Linked DNA regions of Oryctolagus cuniculus: region 1 is linked to region 2. The links are chromatin contacts, called in public Hi-C maps. All regions are on one chromosome and are shown on one strand. The core of a region is the stretch at or near the end of the contact, and the rest is flanking DNA. Distances in the headings are between cores, read along the strand shown.

Region 1 (6,539 bases), core at 1,971-4,470, 1.1 Mb before region 2:
CTCCTCCGGAACCCGGCCGGCAGGGACACCTGACCCTGCAAAGGGCCTTGTGCCTTTTTGAGCGTCCTGTGGACCTCACCCAAAGGCCCAGCCAGTCTCCTGGCTCCGCTGGCGCCGCGTGCACAGCCAGCGCGGCCTGGCTTCCCCGGGGGACGCAGCCGCGGACCCGGGCTGGGACAGCAGCCGGTAGGACTCCCTGGCTCTTGGTAAGGAACACTTCCGCTATCTCAAAGTTGCCATAAGAAAATAAATACAAGTGACATTGTACTGGGCCAAAGCTCATTAGTTCGTTGTCCAGGCCTAATAAAGGAACAGAAGCGCAAATTATAGAGTTCAGCTTCAACACACGCTCTGTCAGCCGAGATCAGCGCACGGCGAGTCTGATTCCAATTGCTCCCAACTTGCTGTGCAGTTCGCCCCCCACCCCTCCTCGCGAGCAGGAGGCTGGGTGGAAAAATATAGTTCCAAAGGGGGTAATGATCAAGCTTTTCCTCTCGGAAGCCTGCGCCACCTCATTTCCCATCAGTAATCCCAATAAAATTAACGTCGTGGCTGCAATTGAAAAGAGAAGGGCCCGCGACACTCCTGAAATAACACACTCTCCCCCAGCAAAAGGTAAAAAGCAAAACGACCCTTTGTTCGGCTAATTAACGCAGGCCCAACTCCGAAAGCAGATGTGTTTGCTTAGCTAATCACAAGCATGTTTCTTGCAAGGAACCTCATTTCAAGGGGGTGGCTGGGGGGGGGGGTGATGGGAAAGGGGACATCACCCCCCACCCAGGTCTCTGCCTCACGTCTCTCACCCCACTCTACAGTCCAGTGGCTGAGTGTAGGCGGCCTATCACTCACACCTTTCTTCCCACCCCCCATACCCCAGAGGCCTGGAAGGCAGAGGCCTCTGAGCACCCCCAAGACTGGGAGGTGGGGGCAGAAGGGGGTGTAGAAAAAAATAAAAGTTTTAATGACACAGATGCCATATTAAATGAGGCAGTTTTACAATTCAGTTTGAATAGGACGCTAACTTATTACAAGTGTGTTATCAGAAGGACGATAAGATTTATAACTCCAAGAGTCAGCTTTGGGTCTTAATGACAATGGATGTTAAAGGGAGGAAATCTGTTCTCTATTAGAGGAGAGGAGAGTCCGCTCCCCGTCTTTTAGGTCAGGTACAGATGTGTCCAGGAGGGCTGACACCAAGCCCTTTGTGTCTCCGTATGAAGGATGCCCCCTTCTCTTCGAAATAATCAGGGGTCTCCTTGTTGGGCGAGCAACTCGCTCAGCTGAGAGACAAAAAAGAGAGGAGAGCAACCAGCTAGAATTGGAGACGGAGGTGGAGGTGAGGCAGGGGGCAACTCTGGTGGACAACTCCGTGCCCATCTCTAGGTGCGCACAAAGATTGCTTTCCCCTAAACCAACACAGTAAGCAAACTTTAAAAAACTGGGGTCCTATTACAAACCAACGCCCAGCACTAACTGCTTTAAAATTACTGCATAATTAGATTTAGTTGAATTTCACCATTAATTAGGCAGCCGCACTGCAGGGAGCCTTTGAAATCTGAGAAAATGGGAAAAATCATCTGAAGCACGTTTTTTCAACCTAACTTCAATAAATCTCGACAAGGCCTGGAATTCAGAGAGCACCTCGCTCCCCTCCCCGGGTCTCCAGGCCGGGGCTGGAACTGGACACATAGGGTGAGTCCAGCCAACCCGGGTCGGCCGAGGGCCGGTCCCCAGCGACTGTCCTGCAGAGGCCCTCAGAAGACCCTCTCCGGGAGGCCAGGCCCGTCCCCCGGCGCCCTCGCCCGCTCTCCTCCGCTGCACACGCGCTCCTGCTAGGGGCGCAGTCCACGACGGCTCCGCACGGTTCCAGGGCCTGCGACCACCCGCCCGGAACCGGCCCGCGGCCGGCGCTCGCCCCGAGCCCCGAGCCCCCAGCCCTTAGCCGTCGCTCCTCCTCGGCAACTCGCGCCAGCAAGTCCTGCCCACGTCCGGCGGGGTTCGCGGTCCGCCCCCTCCGCAGCTTGGCTCCGGCCCGCGCAAAACCCGGGCGCAGCCCCTGCGTGGATGCGCTCGGCCACGGGCCGGGGTCTGTAAATACCGGCTTCTCCCCTCCCCCTACAGCTCGCCAACACTTAGGATCTTGGGCAGAGGCCGACTTTTAGTCCTCTCCCTGGTTTCTTGGGGGGGGGGGAGCGGGGGGAGAGGAGACACGGAATCAACTCCACGGAAGCCAAGCTGGGGAGGGGCTGGGGGCAGGGTCCGAGGTGCCAGCGTTTCCCCTACGACCCGGGCTACTTTAATTACGTAGTCACCCAGGGCCGCGCTCCCTGGCCCGCCAGAGGAGTGCAGGGTTTTCTGCCTGCGGACGCAGCGGCCTTCAGCGGCCCCCGCCCCCCGCCTGCACCCCCCACACCTTTTTTTTTTTTTTGTCCTTTTGGTCACCACAATGTGTTTCCCATTACCCGGCCCTTGCCGTGCCTGGCAGCCGGCGCTCGCCGTGCAATGGGAGACGCCATGTTGGCTGCGCTCACAGCACCGAGTCCACCGCGAGCTCCGAGGCCGCTTCTCACGCTCAGCCCCGCGGCCAGCCCCCGCCCCCGCCGCCCGCGCCGCCCGCGCCGCCCGGAGCCGCGGCTCCGCGCGCCCGGCGCCCCGCACTCCCCGCAGGCGCAAGCCGGCTCCCGCTGCACGGCGGCGGGCGCTTCCCGCACGGGCGCCCCGGCCCCGGCCCGCGGCCCCCAGCCCCCGGCGCGGGCTGCGCTGCGAGGCGCGCGAGCGGGCGCCGGCCTGGGGCTGAGTCGAAGTGGCCCGGGCAGCGGCCGCCCCTCGCCCTGCTCCCACTATTGTTGCCTTCCGCGTCTCACCCGGCTCGCACACACCCCCGAGCGCCAAGGGGAGGAGGGGAGCGGGGCTGGGAAAAGAAATAAAGCGAGCTCAGATCAGATGGAGAGAGGAAAAAAAAAAAAAAAACCAGCAAGGAAAAAGAGACACTTAAAGGGAAAGAGTCGCCATGTTTAGCAGCTTTTTTTTTTTTTAAAGATCTCGTCAATTTCACACAGAACGCACTCACTGGGTCCCAGCCCTCGCCTTTTGTCCAATTCAGTCGCAGCAAAGATCTTTTGTTCTAACTCAGCGTGAAAAGAAAAACTTTCTTTAAATGCAATAAACTTAAACCGAACTCAAGACTCTAAACAGATCCTCCTCCAGTCACTCTAAACATATACAAGGGGTTTTGTTTTAACCGTTTCGAGAAGGCTGAGTCCTATTTTGCTCCTGCCTGCAGACCCCCAGGTCCTGGCTGAAACTTAGCGGCACACAGAGGAGCGAGCTCCAACGCCTGGAACACATGCTTCGAGCATAATAAAACAGGGACTGTCTTTTGCTTTGAACATCATAAATTATAATTTAATGCCAATAATAATTTACAACAAATGGCTGTTTACAATAAACGAACACAAAACAAACAAGGAAAAGGGCCTGTGTTTTACTCAGTGGAGCAACTTCACACTCATGGATAGCACTCGCAAGAGGAGAAAATAAACAACCGCCGACAAAACCTCGACCCACAGGTCAGCGGCGCTGCGCCGCGAGCACTCAGGCTAAGGCAGCTCTGGCTACGGAGCGGAGCTGAGGGTCCGCCGGAGCCCGGCCTGCTCGGGCGCCCAAGTCGGAGTTCTCGGTTCTCCGCGTCCTGACTCCCAGTGAGTACCAAAGTTCATAACACACTTTGTAAAATGATCCCCCTTTCTTCCACCTCCCCCTCCGAGAGCTAAACCACAACACGGTGAAGGGTTTGGAGGGGGCAGCCTGGAAAACCTATTTTGAAGAAGAGCAAAATTGCAAGCTCCCAGCACTGAGAACGAAGTAGCAGGGGGGAGGGGGTGGGGTGGGGGCACCAATGAAGACTGAAACAGAGAGTTACTACTTCCAAATCACCACAGCCTGCAAAGTTTCCTTCCTTCATTCCTCTCTCTCCCTCTCTCCCCTTCCTTCCTCCTCTGCTTTTTCTTAATTAGGCTTCTTAAGGACAAAGGATCCCAAGACCAGCACAGATTGTATCCACACAATCTGAAATGTCCAAATGTCGAAGTGTTTTTATGTACATAACTCCCATGGAAAAGATTCCCTAGACCTGTGCTCTGGCTCTTACAGAGTGGAGGTAGAGGGGGAGGGGAGAGGCAGGCCCAAGTTATCACAGATCCATGAAAAACAGACCCTTCAGCGCTCCATCACTGAACGTGAGATCCTCTCAACAACCACACTGGATGAGAACCACAGAGTATTTTTAAAAATCGCACCTTCTTAAGGAATACACCTCATTGCAAACAACTGTCCTCTACTTACAAGGCTGTGATTAACTTGCTTGACTGATCTTCTGCATGACTGTCAGAAATGTACAAAAGGGTATTTTTTCTGATCATAAAATAGATACTGATCTCAAGATTTCTAATACTTTTCACAATACCTTCCCTAAACAGGCACTTAAGTGTGACAAATATAAGGGCCCCCTTTTTTTTTCTCCTGGAAAATCCATTTTTAATTAAAAGGAGGATTAGGTGAATTGGGGTGGTTTACTATATCAGTATGCCACTTCCTAAACCATAGATAAACCATTAACTTCAGCTTCTCCCCCCCACACACACCCAAATTAAACAGGCAAATACACTAGTCCACCTTTGAACAAACTGTCTGACGGGAGTAAACAAATGGAGACCCCCGGCCCAGCTCAGAGAGAGCTTTAAAGGGGCTCTTAGCGAAGCAAAACAGTGACTGGGGACAGCCAAACAGGTTTCAGATATCAAATAATATTTTAATTTCTGAATACTTTCAATTTTCCTTGGAATATAACACACAAAGACTCGACCAAACAGTTCAGTTATTATAACTTTTACAGTATACAGAAATGTTGCACTTAAAAAAAAAACCTTCAGTTTTTTTTAAAACACAAACTGTAAACTCTAAGATACTGAATCAATCACGTTACCTATAAGTGCCAACAGTGTTATTTTGTCATGCTGATTTCAATGGTATTTTTTTAAAAAGGGAAAATATCAACAATTATAATACAAAGGGTTTGCAAATATACAAACAGATATAGGATTTTCATAACAATTCAAGAACTAAGCAGGGACCCAATTCAAATTACAAAAGTTCAGTTTTTATTCAAAACCTCAGCATGTGTCTTGGACACATTCCTTGGCTGCCAATAAATTCCACAGTTCATTCTCTTTCTTAAAATATTTTTAAAAAGCTAGGTTTGTCATCATGTCTTTGGGGGGAGGGGCTGGGGGCAGTTAAGTGTTGTTTGTGGTTCCTCCCGTTCTCTAATTAAGAGTGCTCAACTTCACCTAACATTTTTGGTCACCACTTGTAAGTGCGTTTCCATCATCTCTGAGTTGCCTTTCAAAAGTTTTATGTCTTCCTATGATATTTTCATGGACTCAGTTTTAATTCTTGCAGAACATATACTTTAATGATACACAGTTTTTAAGAAGCCAAGATTATATCAAAACTTATTATAGAACCACAGAATAAACTGGTTTGGAACCAGAAAAGTACAAAAAAAGAACAGCTAGAGGTACATAGACACAGGACAATTAATAATTTGGAAAAAAAAAAGACTTACTTTCTCCATTCTGCTAATTTTCTCTCAATCTCCTTAAATGCACTTTTAGCAATATTTTTCAAAAATTTACCAAAAAAAGAAAAAGACTAATTTCCTTTTTATACAAAAATGATAAGTAGCAAGTTGTTCTGACCGACACAGGAGTTTTTTTTTTAATGCATTCTGTAAAAGTTCATTTGACAGTCTTTTTTTTTTTGAAATTCACAGTCCATTAAATTCTTCCCCTCTCTTCTTTTAGCAAACTTGTAACATCCTTTTATATCCTTTCTTAACAGAAGGAAATTAAGCAAACAAACCAGTCTTTTGCCTTTTCTTTCTCTGTTTCACTCCCCCTTCTGATTTTGATTTATTTATTTATTGAATTGCCATGTAGGGCCAGTTAAAACTGCTGCCGGACAGTAACATATCCCGGATGAGGGTTTCGATGGGGGTTTTACCTACCAAACGGACGAAAAACAATTGCTCTATGACTGAGGAAGAGACGGTGCGGAGGGAAGGGAGCCGGAGCAAAAGCTTCCCGAACCGCGTTGGCTGGTTGGGGTACTGGCTCCTAACGTATTCTTCCAAAGCACATTGGGACTTTTCCTGCAAGCTTTCCACATGGGCTACATCAGAGAGACCACAGGCATCTGGAAGAAAGTTTAAAAAAAAAAAAAAAAGAAACAGAAGAAGAAGAAGAGGAAGAATTCAGTCATCAGATTAAGAGGTTTGAAATGGGTCACATGAGGTGTGTGCACAGTGCTCTGTCAAACTGCCCCAACCGGAGCAGGCGCAAGTGCCTGTGCACTGAGACCTGGTGCTGCTGGAGCTGGTGGTTTGGGGCAGTGAGAACGGGCACGGGATGGTCCGGCCGTCTTTGCTCCCGGTGCTACAGGTTTTCCCTGCCCTAGTCCTCAGGCTGCGTCACTCAGAG
Region 2 (7,072 bases), core at 2,382-4,881:
ACTCAGGCAGCAAATGGCATCAGAACAAGTTGAGATATGTTCCTAAGGAGCTGAGTGACTCCAATTAAAACAAAACATTTCTGTTTTCAGACACATCACAGGCTTAGTCTCAACAACGTCCTTAATAATGATGGTGATGATGATACAATTTTCCCAAAAACTGTTACACAATTTTCCACAGACTGACACTCTGTCACAGAATGCTTCAGCATTGACTAAGCTAAACATGAGTGAAATGATTCTCAACTGGGGGCAATAATGCCCACAGGGGCATTTGTCACTTGTTGCAAATATTTTCAATTGTCACAGCTAGGAGGGAGAAGTTGCTGTTAGTGCCTGGAGGGTAGAGTTCAGGGATGCTGACACATATCCTACAAGGCGCAGCATAGCCCCACAACAAAGCATTATCTGGCCCCAAATGTCAAGAGTACCACGGCTGACAACCCCTAAACTAGTCTGTTTCAGCAGTATGTTTGCACACATACAAATTTAGAGTAATACACCCAAATCTGAAAAGTGAGATATTTGGAAGAATAAGGCAAATGCTTTGAAGAATTTTGATGGTTACCCAACTGGAATCCAGGATATTGAGTTTTAAGATTGTTTTAGAAGTAGTTAACTGTTTACAATAGTTCAGCAGGGAACGTTTCCTGTGGTTCTATTACTACATGAAGATTTCAGAGTGAGATCTACTTAGGAAATACCAAAGAAGTATCAATGAACTTTGCTGTGACGATTAGATTCCCCAGAAAGCAAGTTCCTTTTCTTGCTGATGAGTCTTCATTTTTCTGAGCTCTTTCTCCTGTATTTTTGTTGCAGATGTCGTATAAATAAGACTGGGGTAAGATACACCATAATTGGGTCACAGAAAGCCACTTTACCTAGAGGTGGATCACGAGGATTATTCTTCTGGTTCATCCCTGTGCTTTGCAGACTGGGGATACTTATAAGGACAAGAGATAAGAGAAGGGCTTAGTCCCAAAGCCATCTAAATATTTTATTCTTCTTTTTATTTTTAGAAGACCCAAAGGACACCAATTAAAAACATTTATGGACTATATTCAAACTTTCATATTTTTACTCCATTCCAGTAAAAGTCCTGTTCCAAAGAAATTTGTCCAGAGATGGAATGAAAGACATTTTATTTTCCTCCTAGATGTTGGCAGTAATTCACTCCTACATGTCTGAGGTTGTTTTCATCTTGCAAAGTACTTTGATATTTGTGAATGTGGCTACATGGCTTAGAACAAGACCAGCGATAACTCATACTAATTATTCAGCTTGTATATTAATGCTTGACAACAGAGACAAGAAGTTTTTCTCCCTTGATTTTGGTTGTGAAAAATAAGAAACCTGAGAGGAACTGGAATATCTGTGTTCTTAAGAGCAAAAGCCTTCCATTTCAAAGAATTCTTGCATCAAATCATTGAGAGTATCCTGAAAACAGCCTACTCACTTTTACTGGCTGCCCATCGAAGCAGAGCCAGGTTAGACTGGGCAGGTCTGAGACTCTCATCCTTTTTGTAGTTGACAAGGAGTCTGAAATAGGATAAGAACCATCTCCCTCTCTCTGCCTATGACCTTCATTTCTATCAAAGATGAAACACTAATAAATCAGACATTCTTGTGACAATTTTGTATTCCCATGGCTGGGTCCCAAAAGAAGCTGCTAATATGAATTTGGGGGGCAGGGAGGAGAGGGCACTGCACTGTATTTGGAGTTTCAGACAGATCAAATGCAATGTTCTGGGACATAAAGTGAATTCTAACAAAATCATCTAGACCGCACAATGAAACAATGAAGTTGCTTTAGGAAGGGGGAGTAAATAACCAAGTTGCTTATATTTTATCCAACGGATGGGTCCCTTTGACATGGGTCTGGAATGATGAGTGACTACTTCCCTTCAGTTCATGCTTTGGAATGTGGCAATTTCCTTTGAAAATGGAATGGGAGACCCCAGAGGGGAAAGTAGTGTGAGGAAGGCCATCTGGAAGGGCAGGAAAGGAGACCTTGAGCCAAGCTGTCTCCTGACAGAAGCTCCCTCCAGAAGTCAAGCTCCCCTGGGAACCGTTCAGTGTCAGCACTGCCTTTACCCTCCCCCTCCAGCTGCACCTGAGAACTTCACTGAGAAGTTCCTTGGATTTTTTTTGTAGGCTTTGGATGTCTTATTCTTGCCTGGGCAGAACCAGAATGAAAGACTGAGACCAGCCTTCCCTTTGCCTGACAGGCTGGACTTCCACCCTGTCACAAAACAAGCCCCTTGTTGGAAGTCCTCCACAACTGATGTACTTCAGAAGGAATTACATCCAACTTTGTGACTAAGTAGTTGATGTCCAAGTTAGTTTTACCTTCTAACACTTTATGCCAAAATTGAGAATATCACAGTACAACATTTGCAAAAAGATTATACAAAGGCCAGAAGGAAACCGAGTAGTGTAGGATATGGCTACTGTGGCCCCATTCTTCCAGGAAATGCAGTCAACGTGCCATAATACGACCATACAAATACCTGTCACTAACTTCATCCCGCAGGGACAAGGTTCAGACAACAGTATTAACAGATGCATTGGCTGGAATTTGGTTTGTGCCCCCCTCCCCAACACACACTCATTTTTAGGTACTTTTTAGTGGGTTAATTTCTGTTTTTCCTCTACAGTCTTGATAAAACTTGGACTTGGAATTTCATTTTTAAAAAATCCCAAATGTTGATTTTAGCTCTTTCAACTTTCTTCTCTCCCAAGCCGTTCAACAAAGCAACTAGTAAGTCAATACATAAGATGACTTGAGAATCATGATTTTGTTCTTCATGGTTTATTCAGACTTAATAAAACAAACAAAAAAAAATTAGCAGGAGAAAGAATAATCGTCCAGTTGCAGGAAAAAATGTTAATAGCCAAACCTCTGGTTAATATTCATATATTGGAAACTCAATTCAGAAGAGAAAGAAATGTCAACTGAATCCTCTGAGTGTCAGTTATTTAATCTTTGCAACGGAGTTCATACTTGTGGGATACAGATGAGACAACAGAGAGCTGGAAAGTTCCAGAAGGAATTCATTCTCCTTCAAAGACTGAACTCCCTGGTTTCATGCTGCATGTTCCGTAAGGACGCGAATAACTCTGACCGCTCCACATCTTACTTGATGCTTCTTGTCTGCCTCCTGGTAGAAGCAGACCTGTCTGGAGAATAGGGTCCTGGGAGTTTAGTTAAAAGTCATATTCGGGCCCAAGGGGTCCAGGACAGGGCCTGCAGGGCTCCCCTTCTAACAGGCTCCCAGATGATGCTGAAGCCGCCCGCCTAGGCTCCACTCCTGAAGCAACAGGGACTCGCAGAGCAGTAAGCTGACATGCGAGGGCAGAGGTTTAGGGTGGAGGAACAAAGAAAACTGACCTCTATCAGAATAAAACCTGGCTCTCCTAGACAAATTCCCCCAGCACATTGTGCAACATTTCACAGAACACTCCAGGACTAGTCTACTTTTCTGGCTGCCTTGTGTCCCCCGGCAAGTTTGGGGTTCTCTGTCCATACCCAGGGTCTGCTGAGGTCCACGGCTGTTTTGTTTGGACGGCTCTGCCTGAAGTCTGAGCTTGAACACAAAGGGCTTATCTCCCTCACAGGCCTTTCTCTGACAGCTGTTTTCCTTCCCAGCCTCAGAGCTCTGGGCAGAGGAAAGATGAGGGGCTTGCTGAAGAAAGAAGCTGTGGAAGCCGCAAGCTGAGGTAGGGGCCTGGCTCCAAGCCCTGAGAGTCTCTCTCACACACCCCGAAGATCAGCTACTGAATTCAGCGCCTGCACTGGAACAAGCAGTCGCACAAAGCTATCGGTTTTGTCCCTAAAAGCTTATGTACACATAAAGACTAAATGATTTTCTAGAATAAAACAAGGGATTTCTATAAAGTCCAAGGACTGATTTTCAAATCCTGCAAAAATACCTGTGTGTCTGGGACTGAACACTGCATCGCCCGCGGCGTGAGGTTAGGCATGAGAAACCAGTGTGAGGTTTGTGAGTGCCACGACTCGTGGAAGTGATAAAAATCAGGGTCGCTGTCAGCTGTGTAAATTGAGAGGAAGAGGCGCCTGGCGCGACTTCCTTTGGGGAAGGTTTGTTTTGTGCTGGTGTACTGCTCCCCCTGGTGGATCAGCAGTCGCCGTGTTTGGGCACCAAGCGGCTCTCCAGGGAGCAGGAGAGTTTTGCTAGAGACAGGGCCTCCAGAAAAACAGCTCTCTACCAGGCACCACTAAAATCCATCGGACGTCTGGTTTCACCCCTGGCTGATTTTGATTGTAGCCTTCCTGCAAATGACAAGGAGTTTGCCCCCCGCGTTCTCACATGTTCTCCTTATTGCTCTGAGAGAGCCATGGAATTCTGAATTTTACTGTATGAGCCTTTAAAAGTAATTCTGGACATGCACAGGGAGACAATGACCGACAGAAGTGAGAACGTTGTATTGTGAAGCCATGTGTTTCCCTCTCTTCCTGTCTACTCCCAGCTCCCCTCTTTGAGGTGGCCATGTTGATGGAGGTCAGTTCATACCTTGGTCCTTTGCTCTCCGTACCTGTCCTCAAGATAAAGAGAAGTTTTCTGAGGACAGATTCAGACCTTCACTACACAGCTCTGTGCTGAGTTGGATGGTTGCTTGTGGTTTTCATCCAAGAGGTCTTCTGTGGGCCCTTCGTGTGTGGGGCGATTGTGCAGGTCGGGCAGAGACACAGATCGGTGGCCACTGGCTCCCTCTCACCAACGTTCTGCAATGAGAGTCGCACTGCAGCCTCAGTCCAAACAGTTTATAAGCTAAATAAGGAGGTATTTTAAATATTTATTTAACAAGACGTATTTTAAATAACCTACATATGTAAATAGAACGTTCTTAGCCTGTACGTTACTGCCAGGTCGATTCTCATGTTCTGATATATAATTAATTACCAGTTTATTCCTCTGTAAACCGAAGCAAGGAATAATTCAACGACGCCAGGTCATTGATGTCAGCAACACCGTAATACCCCTCTTGTCAGTAAGATCTGTGAAAGAGGAATTGGGTGTGTGATGTCTGAGAAGGTAAGTACCAGACTGTATCCCGAAAAAACTCCTAGGCCCCTTAGGGTTGCTTTCTCGATGTCTAGACTTTTTCTCTATGCTACCTGAGTAGGCTTGAAACGCCACACTTATTTTTACTCTTTCTGTTTGAAACAAAACCAGAAGTCTTATAGAGTGCGATTGATGCATTTTATCACATACAGTCTCCTAAAGTATGTGCATGTCAAGTGCACCCTAAGCAGCACTCTCATACTTAGAAATAGCAACAGCACAAATGCCAATTCTTTTCCCATTTCTTGGTCATTGAAAATAAGAATATTCTTAATGTTTAAAGAAAAACCTGTAGCTCTATTTTTAATTTCAAGAGAGGGATATATAGCCATGCTTTCCACTTAAAATGGGCATTGAACTTTAAATGTTTCCACTGAAAACTTCCAAAGGACGGAAGTTCTGAATTTCTGTCATGAGTATAGATTGCTTTAGGGGAAAATGTAAACAACATACATGGCATCTTTCCTTCTTAGATTTAATTTCTGATGATGTAAAATCATCACATTGTTGGTCTGGGTCAGCGAGGACACACGCATGTCTTATTTAAACACAATACACATGACTTACCAAAAACCCAACATGAAGTTCTGATTCCCAACTCTGTGAATTAGCTCATCAACTACACGCTAGCCAGTGGATTAGCGATAATAATTATCTTGGCCCATGGCCAAAACATCTGGAAAATTTACTGTGGAAAATCATTTAAAATAATTCCTTCATGCCATCACAACATACCAACCCATTAGTTAACTGACCTTTTCACTATCACTCACTTTAAAACATTCTGCATTCAATCTGCAGTATATCCTTCCTCCACTCTGCACTGGCAGAAAGCATTTAAGCTTGGGGAAATAAACAGTATCAATAACTAAAAGATTGAGTTTTACGCTTGGAATGATCCTCAGGAGCACTCTGAGAGGCAGAGCCCATCTCTTCACTGATGCTGTTATTTTGGTGCTTAAAATAAGCATCCTTTCTGTGGTAGCAGAATAGAGCTAAAATAATGTAAATGAGTCTCAGCAGCTTTGGTACAAGTGTAGCTGTGCAGTCACCTGAAGAGGGAAGTTAACGCTTAAAGGAGCTCCCAGACTCGCTGTGCACAGCTCCAGGCTCAGTGACGATGACAATAAGGCTCAATGAGTAGCCTTTCTGGGGGTTGACCTGAATTTTTGGGTTTGCCATAACTAATACATTAGTTGAAAATATTGATTAAGTTCAAGCCTTCGTATTGGCAAAAAGAATTTTTTTCCTAAAGATAAATGGTGGCAATAAGATACTCAGGTTATTTTCTCTCTAAATATTATTATGATTGATAATTCTATTTCAATGTTTTTTTTTTTTTTTTTTTTTTTTTTTTTGACAGGCAGAGTGGACAGTGAGGGAGAGAGACAGAGAGAAACGTCTTCCTTTGCCGTTGGTTCACCCTCCAATGGCCGCTGCGGCTGGTGCGCTGCAGCTGGCTCACCGCGCTGATCCGATGGCAGGAGCCAGGTACTTATTCTGGTCTCCCATGGGGTGCAGGGCCCAAGGACTTGGGCCATCCTCCACTGCACTCCCGGGCCACAGCAGAGAGCTGGCCTGGAAGAGGGGCAACCGGGACAGAATCCGGCACCCCGACCGGGACTAGAACCCAGTGTGCCAGTGCCGCAAGGCAGAGGATTAGCGTAGTGAGCCGCGGCACCGGCCTTCAATGTTTTTTAAAAATCCTCCTAATGATTGAATATACATATTTTTTCTATTTCTATTTCTATTCTCCCAGGTACAGGTGAAGATCTGGAAAATGACACAATACACACATAAAACTGAAATGTGGCGAGAAGACAGACTTCCTAGGGATCCCAGGGCTTGAGGAAAATCACCAAGGTGTTTCCTGAGCTGTTGCTTTGCCTGTAGATCTTAGACCTGGAGTGCAAGGAGCCAAAACAATAGCAGGCACTGATAAGAAGGCCCCTACTAAAGCCTGCTGTCTTCAGGCCCACAAGCAG

Evidence for each region. Hi-C and Micro-C count contacts between places; a contact is called where the count stands out from the background.
Region 1: a Hi-C map of embryonic fibroblasts shows a contact between it and region 2, with 5 times the contacts expected there. The contact joins two enhancer-like sites. A contact is called at or near these places in 3 of 6 Hi-C or Micro-C datasets (embryonic fibroblasts, skin fibroblasts and an unstated tissue).

The regions. Positions count from the first base shown.
Region 1 is chr12:6,363,187-6,369,725 of mOryCun1.1, reverse strand. NR2F2 (nuclear receptor subfamily 2 group F member 2) reads right to left here. Exons shown (of 3, transcript XM_070053313.1): 3 at 4,790-6,255. The coding sequence ends at 5,981. Among named protein-coding and RNA genes, the nearest start is that of NR2F2, 15 kb to the right of the region's middle. Within about 2 kb of position 3,220, at least 3 of the 8 cell types and tissues checked have an H3K27ac peak or open chromatin away from gene starts, as enhancers often do.
Region 2 is chr12:5,232,845-5,239,916 of mOryCun1.1, reverse strand. No RefSeq gene overlaps it. Among named protein-coding and RNA genes, the nearest start is that of MCTP2, 1.0 Mb to the right of the region's middle. Within about 2 kb of position 3,631, at least 2 of the 8 cell types and tissues checked have an H3K27ac peak or open chromatin away from gene starts, as enhancers often do.